Linked DNA regions of Mus musculus: region 1 is linked to region 2. The links are chromatin contacts, called in public Hi-C maps. All regions are on one chromosome and are shown on one strand. Each heading gives the region's core, a stretch centred on a gene start, on an enhancer-like site or on the middle of the called end of the contact. The rest is flanking DNA. Distances are from core to core; before and after follow the strand shown.

What was found. Hi-C and Micro-C count contacts between places; a contact is called where the count stands out from the background.
Region 1: a contact with region 2 is called in a Hi-C map of the N1E-115 cell line, with 4 times the contacts expected there. The contact joins the enhancer-like site here to the promoter of Prr14l in region 2. A contact is called at or near these places in 1 of 39 promoter capture datasets (macrophages), 4 of 484 Hi-C or Micro-C datasets (the HPC-7 cell line, the N1E-115 cell line, muscle stem cells and 1 more), 4 of 115 datasets of contacts at active chromatin or transcription factors (double positive thymocytes, effector CD8 T cells, embryonic stem cells and 1 more) and 3 of 9 other capture datasets (adipose tissue, liver and pancreatic islet).

The regions. Positions count from the first base shown.
Region 1 is chr5:32,936,021-32,942,262 of GRCm38.p6, reverse strand. Depdc5 (DEP domain containing 5) reads right to left here. Exons shown (of 43, transcript NM_001170567.1): 26 at 4,559-4,715; 27 at 3,958-4,118. Among named protein-coding and RNA genes, the nearest start is that of Depdc5, 75 kb to the right of the region's middle. Within about 2 kb of position 1,517, at least 29 of the 459 cell types and tissues checked have an H3K27ac peak or open chromatin away from gene starts, as enhancers often do. A contact at or near this core is called in the HPC-7 cell line, the N1E-115 cell line and pancreatic islet, where this site is marked.
Region 2 is chr5:32,851,112-32,857,866 of GRCm38.p6, reverse strand. Prr14l (proline rich 14-like) reads left to right here and starts at 3,637. Exons shown (of 11, transcript NM_194340.2): 1 at 3,637-3,774; 2 at 5,869-5,985.

The sequences.
Region 1 (6,242 bases), core at 268-2,767, 87 kb before region 2:
TATATTAGCTCCTACTAAAAGGCCTTGCCCAGAGTAGGTGTTTAATGGAATTAAACACAGCAGAGTGGGGAATGACAAGGAATCAGAAACATAACAAGTGTTCAAAAGAATAAAACTGTGCTATAAAGAACAACCAAGCCAGTCGGGCAGTGCTGGCACACGCCTTTAATACCAATACTTAGGGAGCAGAGGCAGGCAGATCTCTGAGTTTGAGGCCAGCCTGGTCTACAGAGTGAGTTCCAGGACAGCCAGGGCTATAGAGAAACCCTGTCTCAAACAAACAATAACCAACCAACAAACAAAGAACAGCAGCAAAGCCTGGGCAAGATCCTCATGACCTGCAAATAGAGTATGCTGCTCTCTCCTGCTCAGCTCAGAGAAATGGTCACATGGTGGCAGGTCACTTAGAAGTCCTCAGGAGGAGAAAGGGCAGTAGAGTCTGAGAGAATTCTGACTGCAACTGAACAGAGTACCCCTGACGCACTCCTTCACTTCTGCTGTAGACAGCCTACTGGCTGTCAGGAAAAGCATCAGCGGCTATGGATCACAGCACCCAGCTCAGCTCCCACAGCTCATCCCAACTACGAGCAACCCAGTAAGCAAACATGTATTTGGAGTAACGTTAATGTGTGCCTCCCCCAAGATTCTGCTGGAACAAGAGCTAGCTTCCCCCTGCGGTCAGTGAACCTGAAACAAGGGAGATGCATGACTTGGCTATGAAAGCAACTTTCCAAGTAACAACAATAGTAACAGGATATCAGTGATTTTTATTACCAGGGAAATAAGAGTTTTCCTCTGACAACTAGCCATGAAAAATGAGGGTCACAAATCAGTCAAGACCAGACTGGACACTAGAATTACACACTCACAAGGGACATTCACTATCCATTCAAAAGCAGGCTAGATGTGGCAGTGACATAAAAAAGTCAATTCATAGCCGGGCGTGGTGGTGTACACCTTTAATCCCAGCACTTGGGAGGCAGAGGCAGGAGGATTTCTGAGTTCGAGGCCAGCCTGGTCTACAGAGTGAGTTCCAAGAGAGCCAGGGCTACACAGAGAAACCATGTCTCGAAAAACCAAACCAACCAACCAACCAACCAACCAACCAAACAAACAAACACAAAACCAAACCAAGAGAGTGTACAATATGAAAAGAAGGCAGCGTGTAACAAATGTCAGAGGCGCTTTCTAAGAAAATATTCGCTTTCTAAGAAAATATTCATCTACAGGCTTGGACTAGCTGCCAACTAAGTCCATACACCAGATCCACACTTCTTTAATTTCCTGGCCAGAAGAGCTTTACCAGAACCAACAATGATCTGAAGTTTTACAATGGCCAAATAGGGAAGTGGAGGCTTCATTAGCAACAACGAAGCCAGAGACCAAGACAGCTCACGGACTATTTCAGGAAGTGATTATTGCTTTCCAGCTGCAGGCACCCACATTCACTCCCCATTACACTTATTTGAGATGCGTTCTCCACAACTTGGCTCTTTCTCAGTTAGGGTCACTTGCTAGCCACTAATGGGTGACTCATGCTTGAATCAGGTCACTAAGCATCAGTAATTAAGAAGAAAGATGAACATAGACTCAGGCGAATGTAAATGAATAGAGAACTTGTCTACTACGATTGAGGTCCTGGGTTTCGTCCCAGTGCCGGAAAAAGAAAAAAGACAAAGACACACATAAAAACTTAGCGTGCTGGAGAGATGCTCAGTAGTTCAGAGCACATGTCACTATTCCTAAAGACCTCGTTTGGTCCCAGCACTCATACTGACCTCTCACAACTGCTTGTATAACTCTAGCTCTGGGGGATTTTTATGCCCCTCCCTGGCCACAATGGACTGTGTCACTCCATATATACATTTAAAAACAAACAAACAAACAAACAAACAAACAAACAAACAGTAAACTTAGATTTAGGCACCATCTGAGAACAGGGAGGTGCAACACTAAAAACAATTAAATACCCACTTCCAGGTTTAGAACATTCACTATATACTTGATAACTAAATATTAACTTGGCCTTCTGCTACTCCTAGTTGTCTAAACCAAACTATATCCTGCTTAAAATTAGTCATATCCTCTTTTTTTAAAAAAGAGAATTGTAAGGCAAAAGGGTGCATACCTTAAATGCCACCACTTCAAAGGGAGGAAAAAGTAGATCTTTGGGTTTGAGATGAGCCTGCCTGGTTTATAAAGTGAGTTATAGTCCAGCCAGAGTCTATAAAAGGCTGGACAGTAAAACCCTGTCTCAGAAAACAGAAAGAGGAAGGGATGGAGGGATGGGGAGAGGGACAGGGACAAGGAGAGGGAGAAGAAGAGAGGGAGGGAGAGGGAGATAAAGAAGAATCAGGTTGGCCGGGCAGTGGTGGTGCACGCCTTTAATCCCAGCACTTGGGAGGCAGAGGCAGGCGAATCTCTGAGTTCGAGGCCAGCCTGGTCTACAGAGTGAGTTCCAGGACAGCCAGGGCTACACAGAGAAACCCTGTCTGGAAAAAAAAAAAAAAAAAAAAAGGAGGAGGAGGAGGAGGTTGACCATCTTTAATCATGGCACTTGGGAGGCAAAAACAGGCAGAGAACCCTGTAAGTTTGAATCATCCTGGTCTAGAGTTCCAGGCCTCCACAGAGAAACCCTGTCTCAAAAAGAAGAATTAGGTTTTTTAGAAAATATTTATCTTACTTTTATTTGTATCAGTGTCTGCCTGAATGTATTGATGGATCAGCCTAATTCTACCTTAAGGATGGAAGCCATTCTGTTACAAGGTCAGAACAAGTTCATTGTTGTTTGCTGAAAATTTCAAGTTGACAGTGCTTTAACCAGATGTTCCCCACCTTATGAAGTTTCAATCACACCTTGAATGTACCCTGATAAGATGTTCTTCCAAATAGTTTTGAACTGCTTAGCCAAGTTTGTATGTAACCAAAATTCCTCTGGAAATTCCTCAACCCCCCTATTCTTATAGTGATTTTTTGTTTTCTTTTGTTTTTGGCTATATGGCTTTATAAACCCCACCTCCTCCTGTGTTTGATGATATTTTTCCAAAAGCCTGCTTTAGGGATATAGCCCAGTCTGACAGAAAATAAAGTTTACTTAATTTGAACAAAGAATTTGGGTAATGGTTTTACTCTTCTTTAGTGGGATTAACAGTATGTGTACCACTGGCAGTAAGCCACCATGTGAAAGCTAGGAACGAGAGACCAGGGCCTTCTGCAAAGCAGCCAGTGCTCTTAACCACTGAGCCATCTCTCCAGCTCTTAGAGTTGGGTCTTCTGTGCTGGTTTTGGAATAGGGAATTACTTTGTAGCGGATGCTGACATGTATCTCACCATGTTTGGGCCACCAAACCTAACTGAAATGGTTTTCTTTGCCATTGTTGTTTCTCTGTGTTTGGGTGCTAGTGATGGAACCCAGGGCCTAATGCATGCTCAACAAGCATGCTACCACTGAGCTGCACCACCCTCAAAAGGGCTGAAGTGCCAGTTGGTTTCTATGTCAACTTGACATAAGCTATAGTCATCAGACAGAAGGGAGCCTCAGTGAGCAAATGTCTCCATGAGATCTGGCTGTAGGCAAGCCTACCAAGCAGTTTCTTAATTAGTGATTGGTGGGGGAGGACCAGCTCATTGTGGGTGGGGCCATCCCTGGGCTGGTGGTCCTGGGTTTTATAAGAAGAAAGCAGGCTGAGCAAGCCATTGGGAGCAAGCCAGTAAGCAGTATTTCTCTATGGCCTCTGCATCAGCTCTTGTCTTCGGGTTCCTCCTGCCTTGTGTGAATTCCTGTGCTGACATCCTTCAGTGATAAACAGTGATGTGTTTAAGCCAAATAAACACTTTCCTCCCCAACTTGCTTTGGTCATAGTGTTTTATCACATCAACTAAGACAATAATCAAACGAAAGAAAACCTACTCTCAGGATTTAGAAGAAAAGAGTATAATTTTAGGAGAATCACTTACCTCTGCTATAGAGTGGGCTACTGCTCAATGGGGGTGGGACTGTGGTGTTGGGTTTCTGGGTCTTTGGCTGTACTATGATTTGGTAACCCTGCATGAGACGCTGGCAGATGAACTCTTCAAACACTTGCTGGGCTGTCATTTGAACACCCTCCTCATCCCTCCTGGAAAAGAAATGAGCGAGTGTGTGAGCATGCTTGACCTTGGGCAGTGATACAAACAGTCACTGCGCCTCTTCTCTTGTTTCATCCCAGATTATCACTCTACAGCAACTCATAAAATCCCTAACCTATACACCAGCTTTAGGAGAAATGATCAGTTTAACAAGGTAGAGAAAGAAGACAGAAAAAAAGAATAACCTTAGAAAATACAATCAGATGTAGTGTGCCCAAAACAACTTCCTTAGCAAATACGTTATCCAGGAAGACAAACTGCTCATGTCAACACTGAGAGAAACTTGCAGTTCTTGCACCATCAGATTTCCCAAATACTAAAGGAGGACACGAAAGGCTTCAAACCTCAGTGTTCTTCTCTCTACGCATGTGTTCCAATATACCCATAACCCTCACAAACAAAGCTGGCTGCTTTTGTTCCAGGCACTGACCTGTCCATGTCTGCTTCTGGGAGGAGATCATAGCAGCCCTCTGTGTAGTCATTCTGCAGGCCCTGACGGTCCGGGAAGTAGTCAGTGGTGAGGGGAAGGCATGCAGGAGTAGTAAGAGACTTCCAATCCACTCCAACTGTGCAACAGAAGCCTGGCACTACAGGGGGAGCAGACAGTGTCAGAACTGCCTCGCATAACGGGGAAAAGGTATATGTGGTCACCACGGCAGGTTTGGGTATGGGAGGAAGGGAGAGGGTGGGTGTGAAGTTCATGGTAAAAGGTGATCGAAATTGCCAGGATAGAGAGGGAGCAGAGGGAAGGGGATGGGGGAGGGAGAAAGAGAGAGAAACAGAGTTTGTTAGATAACGCAACACATGCTTATCCAATCCCATCATGCAAATGGGATTCACAGCCGCTTATTTTTCATTTTCTGCTGATCATGAGCTAGAGCTGAAATGCCAGTGAGGTTACTGCAGGGCAGGCAGGGTTATATATCAAAGCAAATTAACATTCTGAGGACAGAAGAGAGGCTCAGGGTAGAGCTTCTCCTTTCGAGGGCTGCAGAGTGTCTGGGTAGAAAAGGAAGAAAGCTCAGCCTAATTGGGAGCAAAATAGCAAATAGCAGCAGAAACAGGAACACTTTCAGAATCACAAGTAATAGATTCAGGATAGGAGGGGAAACCAAAGGAGGACGTCTGGGACAGTTACAAGGCTGGAATTTAGGAGACACGAGTTTGACATCTGCTCCCTAGATAAAGCAGGTTTTCAACACTGGTAACTAACTCCTGACATTTTGGACCAGGCTAGTCTGTTATAGGAGGCTGTGCTGGACAATGAGAGATGCTGAAGAGCAACACTGGACTCTACTCACAAGATGCCAGCAAGGTGCTCTACTGTGAAAACCAGAAATGATACAGACACAAGTCTGGCTTGGATTTAAGACCACTGAGTTAAAGTACAAAGGCCGCTCTATGTGGTTTGTTCCACTAGATTCATGCACTGGTGGAAATATGAGAAATATGGACGCTTTAACAGTGAACTAGAGGCAGCTCGGACAGTCCTTGCCCTACTCTGCTCTAGCTACAACTTACTGCACGAGCTCTCTCCGGCTTTCTAATCATGATGCCATCCACCGCCGTGGGATGCAGTTGGTGAGCGCTTGCCAGAGCCAGCACCACAGTAATCTCTCTCTCCTCCTTCCTCCTCTCTCTCAGAGGCTTGCTATGCATCCCAGGTTAACCTTGAACTTGTAATCCTTCTCTTGGAGCTTCCAGAAGGCTGGGGTACAGTGTGTGCTACACACCAGGCTCTAAACCACTTTTGAATAAATGTTTCCCCCTCAAGTGTTTCACTTGAATGATGAAAATAGACAGGTAGCTATCTCTCTATGTAAAACTGACTCAATCTTTAAGATTTATTTTTTAAATTTTTTATTTTTTTTTGGTTTTTCGAGACAGGGTTTCTCTGTATAGCCCTTGCTGTTCTGGAACTTACTCTATAGACCAGGCTGGCCTTGAACTCAGAAATCCGCCTGTCTCTGCCTCCCAAGGGCTGGGATTAAAGGCATGTGCCACCACTGCCCCACCACTGCCCAGCCTTTAAGATCTTTTAAGTGCAGACTTTTATAAAATCTATAAAAGGAAACAAACAAGGGCAGTAACAACAACCCCTCCACACCCAAGAG
Region 2 (6,755 bases), core at 2,388-4,887:
ACCATTCATCCATGTGGTTGAGATTGTGTCCCCATCCCCCCAACTTTGCGGTGTGTCTGCCAATAAACACAGTCTTGCCTAAAGTCAGACTTACCTCTCTTTCTTCTTTTCTGCCTCCATTAAGCCACCCTGAGAAATCTCTCTCTCTCTCTCTCTCTCTCTCTCTCTCTCTTTCTCGGGGGGGGGGCAGAGGGGCGGTGGTGGTGATAATAAATTTACCACAACGGAATACGGAATACCTCCTACTTGGAAGTGTCCAGTGTGCAGGTCTCTACCAACCCAAACCCTAAGATATTCCTAGGTTTCTGTGATCCTTTGGTTGTTGTTGATATTCAATTCTGATAATTGAATCCTGGGGGCCAGTGCTCTTCCCCGGAAATGGGGATTGAAAACTAAACCAGTACAGGCTAATCAAACTCTACCACTGAAAACAACCCCAGCTTTCTATGTCCCTCCAATAATCAGTGACAATAGCTATGGTTTTAATGCTACTTTAAAATTGTAATGTAAACCGGGCGTGGTGGCGCACGCCTTTAATCCCAGCACTCGGAGGCAGAGGCAGGCGGATTTCTGAGTTTGAGGCCAGCCTGGTCTACAAAGTGAGCTCCAGGACAGCCAGAGCTATACAGAGAAACCCTGTCTCAACCCCCCCACCCCCAAAAAAAATTGTAATGTAAAATAAGCTACCCTGCAGGGATGACAGTGAAGTGGGTAGCCTGAGAACCTGAGACTTTCATCACAGGAAGCCATGTGATGTGATGCATCTGTAGTCCCACCCCTACTACTAATTGTGGACCTTACCAAAGCTTAAGGGCTACTAGCTAGCCTGGGGAACCCTGGGATCCCAACCTTATCCAGGCCATTGATTATGCTAAACCTAGAGTGTCCCAATGTTCCTATTTGTTGGGACATCTTTCTCTTTAAGAAGAGTTTGGTGAATTACAGTTCCACTCTGTAACCAGACTGGCATTGAATTCATGACAATCCTTCTACCTCTGCTTCCCTCCAAGTTCTGGGCTTATAGGAGCAAACCACCATGCCCAGTGCACTTGCCTCTTCTCCATTTCTTTCTTTCTCTGACAGCTAAGGCTGGGGATGGGACCCAGGCCTCACACATACTGGGCAAACTCTCTGTCCCAATCAAACTTCAGCCCTGTTTTTGAGCTGTGTCATCCTACCAACCTCCTGCTTCATTCTGTAAGTATTTTATAACTAGAGATAGGGTTTCAGGTCATAACACTGCTGTGTTGTCTTCTTTTTTTTTTTTTAAGATTTATTTATTTATTATATGTAAGTACACTGTAGCTGTCTTCAGATGCACCACAAGAGGTCATCAGATCTCATTACTGGTAGTTGTGAGCCACCATGTGGTTGCTGAGACTTGAACTCAGGACCTTCGGGAGAACAGTCAGTGCTCTTTTTTTTTTTCCGGGGGGGGGGGAGGGTTTCGAGACGGTTTCTCTGTGCATCCCTGGCTCTCCTGGAACTCACTTTGTAGACCAGGCTGATCTCCAACTCAGAAATCTGCCTGTCTCTGCCTCCCGAGTGCTGGGATTAACAGTGTACACCACTACACCTGGTTCAGTCAGTGCTCTTAACCGCTGACCCATCTCTCCAACCCTGCTGTGTGTCTTCTAATCATGAAGACCACTGAATCATTAATGCCTCTAGTTAATCACAGAACCTTTTTTTGTTTGTTTGTTTGGTTTTTTGGTTTTTTTCGAGGCAGGGTATCTCTGTATAGCCCTGGCTGTCCTGGAACTCACTTTGTAGATCAGGCTGCCTCCAACTCAGAAATCTGCCTGCCTCTGCCATCTGAGTGCTGGGATTAAAGGTGTGCGCCACCAAGTCTGGCATCACAGAACCTTTTTTAGTTTTTCCCCAGCTTTAACTAAACAAGCTATAGGTTTCCAGTATTTTCCAAAAAATATATAAAAATATATTTGTTTTGTTTTATTTTGAAAGCAAAAGCATTGTAAAACAGTAGAGGATTTGGGAATGGGCCAAGGGGTCTCCCATTGCATGATAAGCAAAAGTTCCCATGGTGGTATATATAATCCCATCACTGGAAGAGTTTGCGGCCAGTCTGAGTGAGAGATTGTTAAAAAAAAAAAAAAGTGTGGGGGGGGTATGTTTTAAAGAAAAAAGCCAGGTGGTAGGGCACATATTTCTTTTTTTTTTTTAAAGATTTATTTTATTATTATATGTTAGTACACTGTAGCTGTCTTCAGACACACCAGAAGAGGGAGTCAGATCCTGTCACGGATGGTTGTGAGCCACCATGTGGTTGCTGGGATTTGAACTCTGGACCTTTGGAAGAGCAGTCGGGTGCTCTTACCCACTGAGCCATCTCACCAGCCCTAGGGCACATATTTCTAATCCCAGCACTTGGGAGGCAGAGGCAGGCAGATCTCTTGAGTGTGAGACCAGCCTCATCTACAGAGCAAGTTTCAGTACAGCCAGGGCTACAAAGAGAAACTATCTTCAAAACTAAAAATAACCAAACAAAAAGTTGATAGATTTTAAGAGGCTACTTAAAAAAAAAAAAGAAAAAAAAAAGAAAAAAGATGGCGAGCCACATCTAAATAGTGAGTTCCAAGTCAGCCTGGACTACATAGGGAGAACCCTATTGCAATATTTCCTATCGAGAGAGAGAGAGAGAGAGAGAGAGAGAGAGAGAGGAGATAAAAGGATAAAAATAAAAATTTAGTAAGATGAATAATACTTTCATGTGACTTAAGAAAACGAATAAGCCAAGCATGGTCGCACATGCCTATTTTCCCTTTATCCAAAAGGTCAAGGCAGGAAGGTCAAGAGTTGAGGCTAGACTGGCACACATAGCAAGTTTCAGACTTGCCTGAGCTAAAAAGTAAGATCCTGACTCAAATCAAATCCTATGTAAACCAGGCTGTCTTCTGCCTTTTTGGGGTTAAAGGAGCGTGCAGCCAAGCCTTGGTTTCCTCTGCAGATCCTAATCAAAGAAAAGGTAATTTCAATTTTCTTTGTAGACCAGGCTGGCCTTGAACTCAAAAATCCGCCTGCCTTTGCCTCCCAAGTGCTGGGATTAAAGGAATGCCAGGTCCATTGTAATTTCTTCCAGACACTTCTTTAGGTGCTATGAATATAGAGTCCTAAAGAAAACAGACAAGGATGGAAAGAAACAGGCAACACAGATAAAATGAGGTACCTTCAATGCTAGAGAGGCAATGAAACAAAATCAAAGTGTAATCAAATACTTTCCTGGGTTATCTTTTGAATTTCAGTGTGATTAGAAGCAATAGGAGGATGGTGTGACCTAAACCTTTGATTATAGTTATTAGAAGGTCCCACAATCTGCCAGGATGGAAGCAGACAGGGCCCTAGAGTGGCATCTGTCCACCTCAGAGATATGGACCATAGCACTGGTAACAGTCTGAGACAGGAACTGGGTAGAACGATGTGTTTCTCTTTAAGAGTCAACGCGGTGGGGGCGGGGCTGAGCGTGTCTGGAGCTAGCGGAGGGTGGAGGTACCAGCCGGGAAGAGCCGCCCTCCGGATTGCGCGCGCGCCGTGCGGGGGCGGGATCGAGACCCGTCCGCATGGCTGGCTTTGGCCCCGGATGAGGAAGTGCGGTAGGTGGGGGGGGAGGGCACTGTGGAAGCGGTGGAAGCTGGAGCGCCCTCGGGCCTCGGCTCCCGAAGATCTGGTAGAGTTGGCGGCGGCGGGGACAGCAGGGACGGAGGCAGCCGACGCCAAAGTGGAGGGATGAGCACGAGCCGTGGAGGAGGCCACAGGGTAAGAGGCCTGGGCAGTCCCACGACCGCCTGGGGGTCCTCCGCCGGACGGTGCTGACTAAAGGGGGTCCGGGCCCCCAGCCTTTCAGGGAGCCGAAGGGCACCGAAGCAGTGCTGTTAGTGACAAACACCCACAGACATCCAGGAGATCAGGCTCTACGTCCCTGGGAGAAAACAGCTTCTCGGAGTCCTGGTTCCAGGGGAAGGAGGCTCCCATTCAACCTTCATCTGCAGGGGACCCCCAACTTCTCTCTCCTTGGAGAGGACGACGCCCCTTGTTGGTATACGCCTTTCCTCGGCTCTGGTCGATTTGTCAGCGAAGGGAGACCCGTTTATGGTGCCAAGGGGAATTCTTTATTCAAAAGAGCGACCCCCACTTTGGTCAGCGTCTTCCAAGTGAAGGAGGTTCTCAACTTTCCCAAAAGTGACAGAGGTATCCTATCTGCAAGAAACAGATCTCTCGATCCTTTATTTTTCACTTTCACCCCAAGATAGAGGGAGGCCCTGAATTTATGATATCGTAAGTCAGCTTTTCTCCCCTTCCCCCAGTCATGTCCACCAAGGGAGCTTTGGTTTTTGTGTTTTTATTAAGTCTCTTAGTATTGATTGAGCTGCTGCTCCTCTTTTGGAGTGTGATATTTGCAAGTTTGTATCTCCCACTTAACATCCTCATGACCTTGCCTCATCCCCTGTCAGTTGCAGCCCATCCTTAACCTGGGTACTTTTTTTTCTCTGAATTGTCATGAGGGCTCAAGGGAACTTTTGTGGAAAATGCTTGGTGCACAGTGAACGTTTGGTCAGTTGTTAGTATTGATATATTAAGAAAGAAAAGTCATGTCCTCAGAGAAACTGTTATTGGCATGAATGTATCCTCCATCACAAATTGCAACCCTCTTTCCACCAGAAAGGCTTTCCCTGCTCCTAAGATACAGTATTCTTCCTCTCACTTTGGATCTTGCTGTACTCTACTCCCTAAGTTAACAGAGAGCCTTGGTGAAAATCAGGGAAAGAAATAGTAAGTTTTGGAAACATGTTAGCACTTTACCTGTTTATTATTTTGATTTGAGGGATTTTTTTTTTATAGCTCGGGCTCAAACTAGGTAGGTAGTCAAGGCTAGCCTCTAGTCCCCCCAATAATCTTTTTTTTTTTTTTTTTTTTTGAGACAGGGTTTCTCTGTAGCCCTGGCTGTCCTGGAACTCACTTTGTAGACCAGGCTGGCCTGGAACTCAGAAATCCGCCTGCCTCTGCCCCAATCTTTTCTCACTTTATAGGACACTCCTAGTTCAGGCATGCACCACCATGTGCCACTTTATGTTTTGTTTTGAGACAAGCTCTCATGTAGGCTGTGCTGGCTTCAGATTTGCTATGTAGCCAAGCCTCTGATCTTCCTGCCTCCATCTCTTCATTAAGAGTCTTAAGAGGGAAGGAAACGTGGTGCCAGAAGCCAGACGTTCTTTGTCCACCAAATCTGTCTAGATCTCCTCTCTCTTCAGTTGCTTTTGTTGGCAAAAAAAAAAAAACAAAACAAAAAAAAAAAAACAAAAAAACAAACCTTCCCCTTATCTACACATCCTCTTCAGCCTCCAGCTCTCCAAAGTAAAAGACTGTCCTTTTCCAGTATGTAAAGCGTTGTAGATGGCTTCCTACCCCTCCCCCTTGGATAAATACATGAACGTCTTTCATATGTGGTGTCTTTTGTCAGTAGACGTCAAGAGCGTTTTCAGTTTAAGCCTCTGTTGAGAGATGGATTGCTTTTTCTGCATGTTAATAAAAAGGGAAAGGAAAACAGCCTTGATGCCTTAAGAGATTCCCTGCACACACACTTCCCATCTAAGAGCTGGGTCCCGTGTGATGATATTCTTCCTGGTCTTGCTTTCAGTTTGTGTTGAGATCTTGATTAGTGGTTTGTTTTTCCTTTGAGACAGGATCTAGCTATGTAGCCCTAGCTGGCCTAACACTCACTGTGTATCTCAGTCTGTCCTCCACAGCCTTCTCGCGTTGGCCTCTTCCTGAGTGTTAGAACCACTGGTGTGAGCCACCACTCCTGGTCTAGGGAGGGCCTAGTAAAAGATTCTTCTTTTTCTGTCCCTCAAGAGGAGGCCTCTTCTCCAAATTCCCTCATGGAAGAATTGGATACAGTGTCTGAATGTCCCTTATGGAGGGGCTGGCTGCAGGATCTGAATCTTTGGAAAAGAAAGCCCTTTTCTCAAGGTGAGAGGAGTGCTGTGAACTCAGGGCGTGATCATTCTTGTGAGTCTTGTTTCTTGACACAAGCATGGCAGTGCTCACTGTTGTTAACAGGGTCTGTACATTCCAGTTCAAGAGGAGGGATTATTGGGGCATGGAGTTTTTCTGATCTGCTTTCTTTGTTTGTTTTTCCCTTTTTTCTTTTTTCTTCTTGCTTTACTGCTATCAAGTTTTGCTTCCAAAACTATTGTTTTGCGGAAACGCTGAATGATGAGACATGTTGGCATTGTGGATTTGGGGCAGCGTGGTAAAATACATTCATTCTAATGACGTGGGGGGTTGTGACGGTCCACCTTTACTGGCTTTAGTCAGGTTTTTGATTTTTTGGTAGGGTAGGAGTTCAATTACCCAAAGACACGCTGAAGAAAACCTTTGTGTCTATAGTATTCCTAAATTGCCGTAAGTGCCCCTGAGCACCTATTAAAGGAAGGCATTAGCTTGAGTTAGCTTGAGCCCTGTACCCTGGTTGACACCTGTCTGTTCTATATACTGAAGCAGAAAGGAAAAGAGGGAGGTTGTCCTTTCCATCCTGGGGTTTTCTCAGGATTACTTTAGCTTGGTCATTTTGCATGAAAAGAATAGGCCCAGGAAAGTTCATTTAAACTGAAGACTTTGAGATCCTGTAGCTAGTGAATGGAGTCAGAGTAGGGAGGGACACTGGCTCTTGCCTTGGACACCAGAAGGTTGAATAACTCCCTACAGAGCTTTGCATTTGACACAGGTGGGAGGTCAGT